2 separate regions of the Sus scrofa genome follow, and region 2 is linked to region 1. Evidence: chromatin contacts called from public Hi-C data. All regions are on one chromosome and are shown on one strand. Each heading gives the region's core, a stretch centred on a gene start, on an enhancer-like site or on the middle of the called end of the contact. The rest is flanking DNA. Distances are from core to core; before and after follow the strand shown.

Region 1 (7,827 bases), core at 1,516-4,015:
CTGAGTGTAGAACTTCAGTACACTCTCATCCATCAGATCTTCTCCGTCCTAAAAGCAAGAGAACTACAGCTTTAAGATGAAGAGCTTGTCATGTGATAAATTAAAGCTAAACATTCAATGAAACATCCACTGCAGTAACATACACCGAAGGGTATGGTTTTAGATGACTTCTTTAAATGATTCTGTACGGGCTCATTTCTATAAATTCTCCAAAGAATGTAGTTCATGAGAATTAGACTAAAGAGAAGTTTAACAAAAATTCTTTTATCTCAAACTGGAATTTTTCATGGTATTAAATATATAGATTAAAAAAAAAAAAGACTGACCCTTTAGAAGGTGAGGGTAATTCCTTTATATTAACAAGGAAATTACCTCAACCACCCTGATTTTTATTTTTTCTATTAAAAAATTTAAATCTCCAATAAACAACTGAGATCTTAGGGCGAAAACTATTCAATCTTTCAATGCATTTCTGCCTTCATTAAATTTACTTAAAAATTCTAAAAATCTAGAGCTTTTCATTGTAATCTCTTGCATTTTTGTAAAAATAACAATATACAGTATAATGGTACAAATGTTTCTCCTTTAACAAGTCCTCACAAGAAAAACATTCATTTACCAAAATTATTTTCACTGAATTTCTACAACCTAAACAGCAATTTTTTACTTGAAGAAAATGAACCTGAAGCTTCTTCTCAGGAATTAATGACATCTACAAAGTGAAGCCTTACCGTTCAAAAAGGGAGCATTAAATTGCACTGTCAGTAAAATGTGCTGGAGCAGAACACTCCAGGGGAACCTGGGAGGGAGAAGCTTCCTCCAGTGAACTAAGGGCCTGGGGCAGCCCCCAACTTCCCTCAGCCTCAGGGCCTTCAACTAGCAGAACAAAAAGCTCCACAGAACCGAAGGTCCATAAACACACAGTGTACAAGCGATCCAGTGAGCTCCATGAAAACCTGACCATACTTCATACAACCAAATTTTCGTTCATTTAAATTTAAATAAGAAATGAACCCCCACATGTAAAGCTAAGCTCTTCTGGATTATAGTATACGATCTTTTTAAATACAAAAATAGGGAGTTTCCGTTGTGGCGCAGTGGTTAACGAATCCGACTAGGAACCACGGTCCCTGCCCTTGCTCAGTGGGTTAACAACGATCCGGTGTTGCCGTGAGCTGTGGTGTAGGTTGCAGACGCGGCTCGGATCCCGAGTTGCTGTGGCTCTGGCGTAGGCTGGTGGCTACAGCTCCGATTCAACCCCTAGCCTGGGAACCTCCATATGCCGTGAGAGCGGCCCAAGAAATAGCAACAACAAAAAAAAAGACAATACAAAAATAGTATCACTGATAGCATGGCTATCAGTACCCAACATGGTATATCCCTCAGTTCCTCCTGTCTAATACTAAAGATAACTGGAGTTCCTGTCGTGGCTCAGCAGAAACAAATCTGACTAATATCCATGAGGAAACAGGTTCAATCCCTGGCCTCGCTCAGTGGATTAAGGATCTGGCTTTGCTGTGGCTGTGGGGTAGGCTGGCAGCTGTAGCTCCAATTTAACCCCTAGCCTGGGAACTTCCATATGCTGCGGGTGTAGCCCTAAAAAAAGACCAAAAAACAAAAAAACCCTAGAGATAATTGATTCCAGTGTCCACTTAACAAAGTGCTGTGACTCAAAGCAAGAAGGACACAGTGGCCTCAGCAAGGCATTACAAGCACACTGTTTAGAGAACGTGAAAATACTCTTGTTCCTAATTTGTAGTCAGTCAACTATTGTCTGTCAGGATGATGTTAGGTTTCTAGGTACCTTGCAAATATTAAGAAAAACAATTTTGGAGCATGCTGAAGCTGCCTGTTATCTATATAAATCAATAATCTTTAAAATATATACACAGAGAGTGCAGACTTCCCAGGGCAGAGTGCACAGATGTCTTCACACGCTCCACAGTGTGTATAGCACCAGGAAGAGCCACCTGCCCCTCCTGTGTTTAGATGGAAGGTACCACATTGCCTTTGCTACAGAGGATGGAGTCTGAGGAAGAAAAAGGCGGAAGATGAAGGGGAAGAACTCTATCACTGCCCGAGCAAAAGGAAGGAGTGAGCAGTGGCCCATCCTAGCCAAAGGCACAATCACACTGCAGTTCTGACCATACCACATGACCATGTGTAAAGACAAAACCACACCAGAAATGTGATTACCCAAATCTGAATCTTTGCAGTCATTTACATGTCTTGATGCAGAATAGCACGCTGGCTTCAAATTACAACATAGGTAATTTGAATTCATAATTACATGCTTTAAAAAGTTCACCAATATCTAACAGCCAAATACCAAGTGGTTAGTAATTTAAGGACAATACTATATGGCATAGGGCCATCAAAAACTTCCAATTTAACAAATTAAAGAACAGAATATGGCTTACGAAGATTTCATCTTCATAATAAGTAATTGACTAAGCAACAGCAAAGATCTTCAGGCACTTGTCAATGCCAAAATGCCAATGACAGTCAATGCCAAATGACAGTGAAAGACTATATTTAACTTAGAATCACTATTTCATTTTTTAAAAACATTCTATTATAAATGCTCAGTATATATGCAAAACTTCTTACCTTAAGAAGATTTGTCAAGTAATTCTTCAAAAATTCTTTAAGTCGTTTGTATAATTCCAAGCCAACAAACTGAGCTCCTCCAGGCGTCTGTCCTTTTTTTGATTTAGAAGGAGGGACACCAGCACCTCGTGCTTGGTTTGACTGGTGAACACTTGTGCAGTAGTTATAAACATGACTTGGAGAAAAGTCAAGGACATCAACATGTATCATCAATGTCCAACAGTGACTAATGTGACCCTAATTTTACAAGACATTTTAGTATCAATGTTTCCCATGTATCAGCATAAACCTGTTACGCTAGAGTGGAAAAAAGATCGCATTCACACCCCAATAAAGCTAAAACTCAGCCGGCTGAGGAGGAGGACAGAAAGTTCTGGAAGAAGACTGCCAAGAAAACTCTGGATCTCTAGATTACCTAATGCCATTACTTGTGGGAAACTGTCTCGGGAGAGAAGGTAAGAAAAGAACTGGCAAATGGTACAAAGGAAAGTTTGCAAATGAAAAGAAAAAAGCAATTATCTACTTCAGGAAAAACAAAAAGCTATAACCACAGTCTATTATAATGCTTAGCTATATGACTATTTCTAGAATCAAACATGACAAAAATAAACAAAACATGATTTTAAATCATTTGTAAATGAATTTTTTAAAAGTTACACTGAAAATGAAACATGAAAAGCGAGGACATGTCAGGGCAAGAGATCAAATCCTAGACTAGGGCAGAGAAGTCACGGAGGCCCGAAGCTGATGAATCACAAAAGCACACTGGCCACACACTATGGAGAGCAACAGAAATGTGCGTTCTATTTTGTTATAAACTTTAATACTATTTCAGTTTATCTGCATGTACTTTACGTAGACAAAAGTAACAGAAACACCAATACTGAATCAGAAAGAAAAATCATGACAAAGAATATTCTGGTATATTTAAGAACTTCCTATATAAAGACTATTTCAACTCGATAGATTACTGAATAAGTGGTATTAGGGCAGGAGGAGATTTCAAAAAAATTCCATATTCCAAAATATTATAAATGGATTGAAAATTAAAATATACAAACTGAAACCATAAAGCAAGGGAAATACACATGAACACACTTTATCTGAGGTCTGGAGAAGGCCTTTCTAAGCAATAAACACTTCATCTGACATTTTGCAAGTATTTCAGTAAGAAATATCTTAAAGTTACTATCATTACTAAATTAAGGTAATTTAAAACAAAGTGAAAAAAAAAAATCTCTAAAGAAACATAATTATTCCAACAGAAAATCCAAAAGCTAGAAGTATTAGAAGCCGAAAACCTTTAAAAAAAAAAAAAATCCCTTAAGCTCATTGGTAATCAAAGAACTATGCTATAAAACGTTTTATTAAGCATTTCCAATGTAGAGAGAATCATGGATTACAATGTACACAAACTCTCTCAAACTCATGACCCAGTTTGAATGAATTTTACTGTATTTTCACGCTTGTCTCATTCCATCCAGATCCCCCCTCAACGCTCTAGGAAATGAAACGGTACCGAGTATAACACACAGGACACACTCCTCCTTTCCCCTGGGGCAGTGTCCCTGTGTTTGGGGTACAGCATTCCCTGAGTGCTTCATATTTTACTGTGGAACTACATATGAAATCAAAACTGCATGTTTTTAAAGTTTAGCTAACACAAATGGTAACATGCACGTTTGGTTCTGCCACTTGTCTCATTTCACATCTGAGACAGCTGCAGCCATGTGTAATGTACACATGCTACCATATAATGTTGTAATTGTTTACCCTCGCACTTGTTGATAGATCCTGAGGATGATCTTTTGGCAAGTCTCAATTTTTGGCATGATTTTATAAGTATTTTCTTTTCAACCTGATTTTCATATTGATACATCTAATCCATTTTGAGTAAAACTCTATGTAATGAGGAAGAAAAGTAATTTCACATTTCTCTGCCTAGACCACCAACGGTTCACACACCACATATTAAACGGTTGATCTTCACTTCTCCAAAGAGATACCAATGACCAACAGGCACAAGAAAAGATGTCTAACACTGCTTCTTACTGGAGAAACGCAATCAAAACTACAATGAGGTATCAACTCCCCAACAGTCAGAATGGCCATCATTAATACGTCTACATATAACAAATGCTGGAAAGAATGTGAAGAAAAGGAAACCCTCCTGAAATGCTGCTGGAGTATAACTTGATGTAGCCACCGTGGAAAACAGTGTGGAGGCTCCACAGTAAGCTAAAGAGAGTTGCCATATGATCCAGGAATCCCACTCCTGGGCATATACCTGAAGAAAACTCTAATTTGAAAAGATGCATACACCCACCACGTTCATAGCAACACTATTCACAATAGCCAAGACATGGAAACAACCAAAGTGTCCAATGACAGATGAATGGATAAGGAGGATAAGCAAAGGAGTATTACTCAACTATAAAAAAAGATGGAAATAATGCCATTTGCAGCAATATGGATGGACCTAGGGGTTATCATACGAGAAAAGTCAGTCAGGAGTTCCCATTGTGGTGCAGCAGAAACAAACCCGACTAAGCACCATGAGGTTGCACGTTTGATCCCTGGCCTCACTCAGTGGGTTAACAATCTGGCATTGCCGTGAGCTGTGGTGTAGGTCACAGACGCAGCTCAGGTTTGGCATTGCTGTGGCTGTGGTGTACGCTCGTGGCTACAGCTGTGATTTGATCCCTACACTGGGAACCTCCATATGCCTCGAGTGCAGCCTTAAAAAGACCAAAAAAAAAAAAAGTCAGTCAGAAAGATAAAGACAAATACCATACAGTATCACTTATGTACAGAATCTAAGATGATACATATGGGATTTGTCATTGCCACGAGCTGTGGTGTAGGTTGCAGACATGGCTCGGATCCTGCATTGCTGTGGCATAAGCCAGCTGCTGCAGCTCCTATTCAACCCCTAGCCTGAGAACCTCTGTATGCCGCAGGAGTGGCCCTAAAAAAAAAAAAAAAAAAAAAAAAAGTACATATGAACTTATTTACAAAAGAGACTCAAAAACAAAACAAATTTATGAATACCAAAGAGGAAAGGGGTTAGCAGAGGTATAAATTAGGAGTTTGGGATAAGCAGATACAAATTACTATATATAAAATAGTAAACACACACACACACACACAAACGGAATCACTTTGCTATACACCAGAAAGTAACACAACACTGCAAATCAACTATATTTCAATTGAGGGGGGGAAAAAAAAGCATGAACAACAAGGTCCTACTCTACAGCACAGGGAACTATATCCAACATTCTGTAACCAACAATAATGGAAAAGAATATGGAAAAAGTATATATATATAAACAATATATACATTGTTTATAGCTCAAAGAGCAAAGCTACATTCCATTGGGAAGTTGATCTCTGCTTTTGGGTGTTTTGTACCACCCGAAAAAAATATATATATATTTACACAACAGTACAAATGAACGATATAATTAAAATAAGTCTATCTTTTCCCCACTATGTATTGCTACTTCTAGAAAACTGTCCATTTCACTAAATTGTTGAAGTATACTGCCCAGTTATTCAGTCTTCTCTTTAAAAATGCCTGCTTTAAGAGTTCCCGTTGTGGTGCAGCAGTTAACAAACCTCACTAGTATTCATGAGGACACTGGTTTGATCCCTTGCCTTGCTCAGTGGGTTAAGGATCCGGCTTTGCTGTGAGCTGTGGTGTAAGTCAAAGACATGGCTTGGATCTGGTGTTGCTGTTGCTGTGGCTGCAGTATAGGCCGGCAGCTATAGCTCTGATTCGACTCCTAGCCTGGGAACTTCTAATGCTGTGGGTGTGGTGTGGCCCTAAAAAGACAAAAGACAAAAAAAGACAAAAAAAAAAAAAACCTACTATATATGATCCAACAATCCTATTCCTAATCATACATTCAGACAAAACTTTCATTCGAAAAGATAGATGCACCCCTATGTCCACAGCAGCACTATTCACAATAACCAAGAATCCATCAACAGATGACTGGATTAAGAAGATGTGTATAGGAATTCCTGTTGTGGCGCAGTGGTTAACAAATCCTACCAGTTACTGAGGGAGGCTTGGATCCGGAGTTGCTGTGGCTATGGCAAAGGCCGGCAGCTGCAGCTCTGATTCCCTAGCCTGGGAACTTCCATATGCCCCAGGTGCTACCCTAAAAAGCAATTAAAATAAAAAAAGAGAGAAGTGTTGTGTGCACAAGTGCACCCACACATAGGAATACTATTCAGCCATAAAAAAGAACAAAGCCAACTATAAATTTGTCAACTTGTCTTATAATTCTCTAAAACATCTATCATATTTTGAGGCCCTGTTAACTGTGTACAAATTTGGAATTATATTCCTGGTGACTTGTTATTTTATTATTAGGAAGAAATCATGTTTATTCCTAACAGGGCCTTAGAAATCTATTTTATCTGATGTTAATATGGTTTTTCCTATATTTTGATTGGAATTTACCTCAAATACCTATATTCCACCTCTTCACTTTCAATGCTTACATCCCTATGTTTTGGTTTGTCCTACTGCAATCACAATAAAATTCACTTTTGAAAAAGAAATCAAGTCTGACAGTCTCTGATGAGTAGGTTTTGTATAAGGTTATAGTTTTATACTGCTATCTGGATTAACTTCAACCATCTTATTTTGCATTTTCTATTTTAATTATTTTTCTCTATGACTCTTGTTTTCTCCCTTTTCCCCTTATATTAGATTGATAGGTTTCCTTATACCACTGCAGTTCTTTTATTATGGTGGAGTTATAAATTTTATTTTATTCTTATAATGATTATCTTAAAATCTGACATTCACATTTTGCTTTCACCAATTCTGGGAAATTCTTGGGTTAGTCCCTCTTCAAACATTTCTGTTGCCCTTTCCATTTTCTCCTATCTTTTCTACTACATGTATGTTGGCCATTTTCGTGTCACCTTCCACATCTCAATTTCTACCTTTAGTTATTTCTACTACTTTAATCTTTGCTCAAACTTTCCAATTTTTTTTAAACTACCTACTACATCTGTCAGCTGTGTCAAATGTGCTATTTTTAATAGTTTTATTTTACTTTTGTATAATTTCTGTATTTCTTTGAAAAAAAAAAAGTCTTATTTTCCATGGTGTTTTGTTTCTTTACATTCTAGACTCTTTCCTATCACTAATTGTTTTTAACATACTTAGAAGTGCTCTTTAAAGATCCTTTCTAT
Region 2 (7,827 bases), core at 2,032-4,531, 53 kb after region 1:
CACCCCTCTCTAGCTTAATGAGCACTCTCCAAAAACCTCCAAAAATGGGCATAATAGAGTTAAAGTGAGCCAGTCTTGTGTTTGCATGCTTCGGAATTTGAAATACAACTATTACAACTTATCATGGAAAGCAACAAATAGAACTTTCAAGTAAAATGTTTCCTAACATCCAAGAACCCTTTTGGATCAAAAAAGTGTCTTGAATAATTTGAAAAATGTGAAAAGTGACTGATTTTGCTTTTTAAACAACATTCCCTGTTCTGCTACACAATCCACAAACGCTCCAGGATATCAGAATATCAGGTAGACAGGGCGACCACAAAAATGAGGTGTTAAACTTACAAGTGCACACGTTCTGGGGAATGTCAAGATGTTTTAGGTCTTAGCAGCTGGGAGCTTAAAAGTAAAAGCAAATTGAGTTCCCTTCTGTCACTCAAAAGTTCATTTCAAAACTGCGTGACCCCTGACTCCATTCCTAACTCTGTTTTAATGTCACCACAATTACACAGAGCAAATAAATGCTTGAGTATAAGTTAACTGCAATTCCCCATTTGCACCCTCACCACTAACCCCAACTACCAATTAAAAGCAACAAGGATCCACTCGGAAAAGAGGATCCAATTTGGGGCAGAGCTCGCTGAAGGGAGAAAACCCTGAACTTTGCGGATTAGTCTCCAGGAATGTTCACAAAGCGTTTCTCCTGAAACCATCACTTGGCCCGCTGCAGGCCACCTCCTGCGCGGGGCAGGGGGAGCAAGCGGGGCGCACAGGGCCACCCTCCGCAAGGGTTACCTGCGGGGTCAGCGCGCGCTCCCGCCGGGCGCAGGGCCGGGGGCGCGCCGACGCGGCGGCGCAGGCCCGGCCCCACTCGCGGGCGCTTGGCTGGCGCCGGGGGGCTCGGTCCCGTTCGGCCGCTGCACTCGCATCCCTGCCACCTTCCTGGCCCGCTCTCCCAAGAGAACGGGGCAAAAGGGCGACTGTTACCCAATAATAGCGCCCTGCACAGTCGCAACAATGCGGGCAGGGAACCCAAGAGTCGCGGGCAGGGAACCGGAAAGCAGAGAGCCCGGCTCCGCCGCCGCTCCTGCGCGCGAGCCCAGTACTTACTTGAGAGCACGCGCTGGGGGGGAAGCGACGCTCGGGAGAGAAGTGATCCCGAGGGGCGAGGAAGAGACCGCACGGGTCCCCGGTGCCCCGCGGGGGTCGCCGCCCGAGAGCCGAGACGCGCGCGCCCGACCGCCCGGGGCCGCTCGCCGCCGGGCTCCGCAGCCCGAGCCCAATAGCGATGGGAATGGGTCGGGCGCCACCAGGCCGCCGCCTCGGGCGCGATGAATCGGGCTTTTTTCCCAGTGCGTAGTCCGGGCCTGGTCGCCCTGAGCCCACGTCCGGTGCCGCGGCCCGGCCAGGCCCGAGCCGACCCGGGTGACTCAGGGCCGGGCCGCGCTCGCTCACCTCCCGCCCCCGGCGCCCTCTGCCCACGAGTCCCCCGGCTCCGCCGCCATACCTCCCGGCCGCGGCTCGGCCTCTCAGGCCTCGCCCGCCTCCTGCGCTCGGCTGCCGCGGCCCCAGTCACTGCGACACCGCGGCTCGGGGCCCGGCCTGCGCCCGCCGCCGCCACCTACCCCCTCGGCGCCGGACCCCCGACACTCACCCGTATTTCCCGGGTGCCTAAGTGGCTCCGGCTACGTTTCCACCTGGTCGCTGGGCCGGGCCCCGGTTAAATCCCCGTCCCGCCAAGGTCTGGCCGCGTCCCTCAGCCGCCGGGGCTGCCCCGCCTGGAGCTGCGTGCGACACGGCTCCCGCCTCCTCCTCCTCCCCTGCTCGCCCGCCGGCCCTCCTCCTCCTCCTCCTCCTCCTCCTCCCGCCGCCGCCGCCGCCGCCGCCGCCGCCTGCACCACGCAACCTCCGCCCTCTCGCCTTTCCTCCGCCGCTCCCCGCCCTCCCGGCCTCACCGGCTCCGGCTCCCGCGGGCGTGAAGCTGGTGGGGGAGGGCCGGAACGCACCGCCATCGCGTCCGGGGCGGGGGAGCCGGGAAACCGTCGCCGCCATCTCCCCACCAGCCCGCGGCACGGGAGGGGCCCGGAAACCTCCCGCCCGCCGTGGCCCTGGCCCCAGGGCCCCCGACGCCGCTGAGGCCCCGCTCGCCTGGCTGGTCCCTACCTGAAGCCCGCGGTCCTTGGCTCTGAAACCCCACGCCATCCCCGGCCGAGCGCACCGGATCCGCCTCCAGGTTTTACAGCCTCCCTCGCCTTCGGGCCGCCTCTAAGGACCCGGCTTCCCGCCACTTCGGGCCGAACGAGGAGGGGTCACCTTCTGAGGTTGGGGGCGCCAGCCTAGGAAGAAGCCGCCCCAAAACTCCCTGGAGGAGAGGGTCTCACACACCCCCTCCTGCGCGCACACTCACCCTGAACCCTGAACCGACACGGAACACAACGACACCCGGTGGATCTGCCTCCCCAGCCGGGGGAATAACCAAAAGCCAGATCCCGACCGGCTGATGAAGTCGAGGATGGGCGAGGGGCCCTTGAAAAGAAAAACGTGTGGTCCATTCTCAGCCCCAAGACACCTGCGGGCCTCGGCACCAGAGCCCCGGCTCCCCGGCGCCTCTCTAAAATCGTTTCTGAAATCAAACCAATCCAGCTTTCCTCCACAAACTCTTTAACCAACTCCTTTTTAGGCAAAGGGCTGATAAAGATTCGCTTTACCATTAATCTCTGTAAAGACAAATCAAGAATGGAATTTAAGCTTTTCCATATATGTGGATGCGATGAGGCGTGACTGCAGAATAACATTGTTTTCACGTGAGTCCTGGAGTAGTTCACCGCAGTCAAGTGAAATTAACTCACAATTGGGTCCTTGAACTGCACATTTTTGCAGCACAAATAGCCACCTGGCTTCCTATGATGACCTAGGTGACAAAAGGCGGGCTTGGAGGGGCTTCTGCTGGAATGATGTGGTTTACATACCAGAGGGCCCACGACTTCCATGAACAAGCAAGGAAGAATTTCAAATTACCTGGGCAAAAAACTTGATGAACATAACTTCCTGTTTTGCTCCAAATGAAAACAGGAGAAGATTTTAGTATCACCGTGGGGTGGAAATCCTAGGCCCAGAGTAGAGGGCTGCCCCCATAATCTACGCTGTCTCCTGAGGAATACAGGTTTCTCTTAGAATATCCCATAGTATTTGTTTCCTTCTATTGAAATGTGGTCACTTGTCAACATTTGTTAAGTACCTTTAGAAGTAAGGCATTGGTCTGTACTTGTCACTAAAGTATATGATCTCAATCTATGCAATGATTTTTAAATTGTTGGTTTACATCCTACACTTCTAGATATTTAAAAGAAACAGGTGTAGGAGGAGTTCCCATTTTAGCGCAGTGATTAATGAATCCGACTAGGAACCATGAGGTTGCGGGTTTGATCCCTGGCCTTGCTCAGTGGGTTAAGGATCTGGCGTTGCCATGAGCTGTGGTGTAGGTCACAAATGTGGCTCAGATCCCGCATTGCTGTGGCTCTGGCGTAGGCCAGTGTCTACAGCTCGGATTAGACCCCTAGGCTGGGAACCTCAGTATGCCATGGGAAGTGGCCCTGGAAAAGACCAAAAAAGAAGAAGAAACAGGTGTATTTTGCAATTTTTTTGTGGGCACATGGTAAAATTGAAGGTAGAAATGGAAGGCTTGTCCCTGTGGACAGTGCTTTCCACTGTATATATATGGCTTCTCTTACTTGTTCCCCATAATGGAACCTGTATTTTCCTCAAACAACAAGGTATCTCATCTCCATCTTCCCTAAACTGTCCTCTCCCTTCTCACCATTCAACATGGTCTTCTTGTCTGTGCCTTCCCATAGCTAATACAAGAACGGAGTGGGTCAGCTTTCCCTTTACTGTTTGTTTCTTTCAACCTCTCCCCCCCCTTTTTTTTTCCAGCCGCACCCATGGCATATAGAAGTTCCTGGGCCAGGGATAGAACTAGAGCCACAGTAGTGACCACACCAGATCCTTAACCTGCTGTGCCACAAGAGAACCCTACTGAATTACTACCTCACTTTTCCCTGAATGGAAGGATTTAGTTCACCTATAACCATCCTCTCCAATTCTCACTGCCTTAATTCCTGCTTCTTCCTTCTAGCTTTTACTCGCCACTCATCTGCACTGTTACTGACAGCTCTTAGACTATGTCATTCATTGACTTTTATGTCCACCTCACAACCAGGTAGCATCTATACCACTTCTCAGACATATCAGGCAATTTGCTCCAAATCATTAAGCTTGATGAGGGGCGTAACCTAAGCCAGTAACTCCCAAGTATGTGCAGATCCACTCCTTTATTATGTTTCCCACACCTGTATTGTTTTTACCTTTATTTTTTTTAATTTTAAATTTTTGTCTTTTTTGTCTTTTCTAGGGCCACACCTGCGGCATATGGAGATTCCAATCGGAGCTGTTGCTACTGGCCTATACCAGAGCCACAGCAACTCGGGGTCGGAGCCCAATCTGTGATCTACACCACAGCTTACGTCAACACCAGATCCTTAACCCATTAAGCAAGGCCAGGGATCGAACCCACAACCTCATGGTTCCTAGTCAGACTCGTTAACCACTGCGCCACAACGGGAACTCCTGTTTTTACCTTTAAATAGTTTGCCTGGTTCTGATCTCTGCTCTATCCTTCCAGCCTGCACAGTGACTAACCACTGATGATTCTTTCCAAATGATGCTATCCTTTCAAACTTTTCAGTGGCTCCCCACTGTTTACTTATTTACTTATTTATTTTTGTCTTTTTTATAACTGTACCCGCGGCATATGGAAGTTCCTAGGCTAGAGGTCGAATTAGAGTTACAACTGCTGGCCTATGCCACAGCCACAGCAACGCAGGATCCGAGCCACAGGTGCAACCTATACCACAGCTCATGGCAACACTGGATCCTTAACCCAATGATCGAGGCCAGGGATCGAACCTGTATCCTCATGGATACTAGTTGGATTACACACTGCTGAGCCACAATGGGAGGGAACTCTGGCTCCCCACTGTTTAGAGGGTTCAGTCCAAACTCTGACCTGGCACTTAAGGCACATAATCCTGTCCTAACTTTTCCAATGTGTTTCCAGCCAGTTGGCAAAAGGAACTCTCAACTTCATTCCATCCTGTTGATTCTACTGTTGGTCCACAAATATCAGCCTTGAATCACCATTTATGAATGCTTGCTTCCATTTTTTCCTTCAACAAATAGAAAGTCTCTCCCCTTTTCCTACATCTGCAAATCATCCTCCTTTTTCATATCCAGCTCACATCCACTTCCAGGAAAGCCTCCTTTGCACCTTCTACGCAGGCTTTCATGATCTCTGATTGCTAACTTCTTACAAGTGCCTTTAAGCTAAGTGGTCTGTGCCTTGGTCAGACACTACTTCCTGATGTTCCCCAGGCCCCTCCAGCATTGTGCCTGAAGGACACTGCAGAGGATTCAAAAATAATTGTTTATTAATCAGATTTGAAAGGGTCATGTGTCACTTCATGAGCCATATGTGGTATTGCTTCTAAGACATGAGGAAGACTAGCCATCCACTGCAAAGTAAATTCATTTAATAGGATAGTTCCCAAAACTGTCTTTGCTTCAGAATCACCTGGGGATTTGAATACTGATTCCAGACCTACTGAGTCAAAATTGAGTGGGAAGGGGAAGGGAGGAAATTTGAAACTGCCAGAGTTTCTACCCTGGCTTTACTACTTATTATCTGAATAACTTTGTTTTATTATTTTATTTATTATTTATTTGCTTTTTAGGGCCGCACCTGCGGCATATGGAGACTCCCAGGATAGGGGTCTAATTGGAGCTACAGCTGCCGGCCTATACCACAACCACAGAAACACCAGATCCAAGCCACATCTGTGACCTACACCACAGCTCATGGCAATGCCAGATCCTTTACCCACTGAGCAAGGCCAGGGATCAAACCTGCAACCTCATGGTTCCTAGTCAGATTCTTTTCTACTGCACCACAACAGAAACCCATATCTGAATAACTTTGAACAAGTTATTAATTTCTCTGTGCTCAACATTTTTTTTTTTAAAAAACAGCCACACCTGAGGCCTATGGAAGTTCCTGGGCTAGGAATGGAATCAGAGCTGCAGCTGAGGCCTACACCACAGCCAGGACAACACCAGATGTGCTCAGTTCTTCAGCTATGAAAGGGGGATGATAATAGTGTCTCATAGGAGTTTGTTATAAACACTTAACAAACATTACCTAAAATAGATAATCAACAAGAACCTACTATATATAGCACAGGGAACTCTACTCAATATTCTGTAATAACCTACATGGGAAAAGAATCTGAAAAAGGGAGTTCCCGTCGTGGTGCAGTGGTTAACGAATCCGACTAGGAACCATGAGGTTGCGGGTTCGGTCCCTGCGCTTGCTCAGTGGGTTAATGATCTGGCGTTGCCGTGAGCTGTGGTGTAGGTTGCAGGCGCGGCTCGGATCCCATGCTGCTGTGGCTCTGGCGTAGGCTGGTGGCTACAGCTCCGACTGGACCCCTAGCCTTGGAATCTCCATATGCCGCAGGCGGCCCAAGAAATGGCAAAAAGACAAAAAAAGACAAAAAAAAAAAAAAAAAGAATCTTAAAAAGAATGTATATATGTATATGTATAACTGCATCACTTTGCTGTACACCTGAAACTAACCAACACTGTAAATCAACTATACTCCAGTATAAAATAAAAATTAAATTAAAAAACAAACAAAAAACCCCCAAACATTCCCAAGATGATGATGGCAGTGATAGTGATGACATAACCGGCCAGGGCCAGTCTGGAAACCTGAGTTTAGGAACCACTGATTTAAAGAACTACACCTTCCTATGTTAAAGTTTCAAGTGTTATGATCTTAAAATTTCTTTTTTTGCTTTTTTAGGGCCACATCTAATGCATATGGAGGCTCCTAGGCTAGGAATCAAATCAGAGCTACAGCTGTTGGCCTTGCCACAGCCACGTCTGCAACCTACACCATAGCTCATGGCAACGCTGGATCCTTAACCCACTGAGCGAGGCCAGGCATTGAACCCTCAACTTCATGGTTCCTAGTCATATTCATTTCTGCTGCCCCATGACGGGAACTCCATGGTCTTAAAATTTCTGGTATTAGCATTATGACATCTTACATAAATCTTATTTGTTTTAAAGTAGTGTATTTTAAGGAAGAGGAGCTAAGTAAACAGATTTTTTTTCATAAATCTGTTTAATTCGAATCATGAAATATTCTTTATGTCTGACTTTTAAAAAAAACTAGTTTCGCTTAGGAAAATAGTGATACATGAATTCAAATTAAATACAATAATCCAACCAGCTTAATATTCAAAGGAAGTAAGCAGGAAAGAGATGAAATAACACATGATTTCTTCCACGTAGGGCAATGAGTCATAAGTTTTTTTTGAAGAAGCATGTTTTTAATCTTCTACTTTAATTCATTAGGAAAAAATTCATAGCTCAGGTTAGTCCATCAAATGCCATACAAACAATATTTTAATGATATTAAATGTAACTAGCCATAAAAATAGGAAGCAGAAATTTACTTAACTAAAGTCATAAAGTAAATAAGTCTGAATGAGGAACACGGAATGGGTAGCCTAACCTTCTCAACCCTTGACTTATAAATGGCCCATACAAACAAATACACAGAGGCCTTATTTTTATTGCCTGGAATTGCACCAAAGATTCCTAGTATCCCCCCCTTTTTTTTTTTTTTTTTTTTTTTTGCTTTTTAGGGCCACACTCTTGGCATATGGAGGTTCCCAGGCTAGGGGTCAAATTGGAGCTGTAGCAGC

What was found. Hi-C and Micro-C count contacts between places; a contact is called where the count stands out from the background.
Region 2: a contact with region 1 is called in a Hi-C map of skeletal muscle, with 1.6 times the contacts expected there. The contact joins the promoter of CUL1 here to the enhancer-like site in region 1. A contact is called at or near these places in 1 of 5 promoter capture datasets (liver), 2 of 47 Hi-C or Micro-C datasets (liver and skeletal muscle) and 1 of 2 datasets of contacts at active chromatin or transcription factors (alveolar macrophages).

The regions. Positions count from the first base shown.
Region 1 is chr9:109,503,631-109,511,457 of Sscrofa11.1, forward strand. It overlaps CUL1 (cullin-1), which reads right to left. Exons shown (of 22, transcript XM_021063586.1): 3 at 2,611-2,785; 4 at 1-48. Among named protein-coding and RNA genes, the nearest start is that of CUL1, 52 kb to the right of the region's middle. Within about 2 kb of position 2,766, at least 4 of the 83 cell types and tissues checked have an H3K27ac peak or open chromatin away from gene starts, as enhancers often do. A contact at or near this core is called in alveolar macrophages and skeletal muscle, where this site is marked.
Region 2 is chr9:109,555,833-109,563,659 of Sscrofa11.1, forward strand. It overlaps CUL1 (cullin-1), which reads right to left and starts at 3,282. Exons shown (of 22, transcript XM_021063586.1): 1 at 2,405-3,282.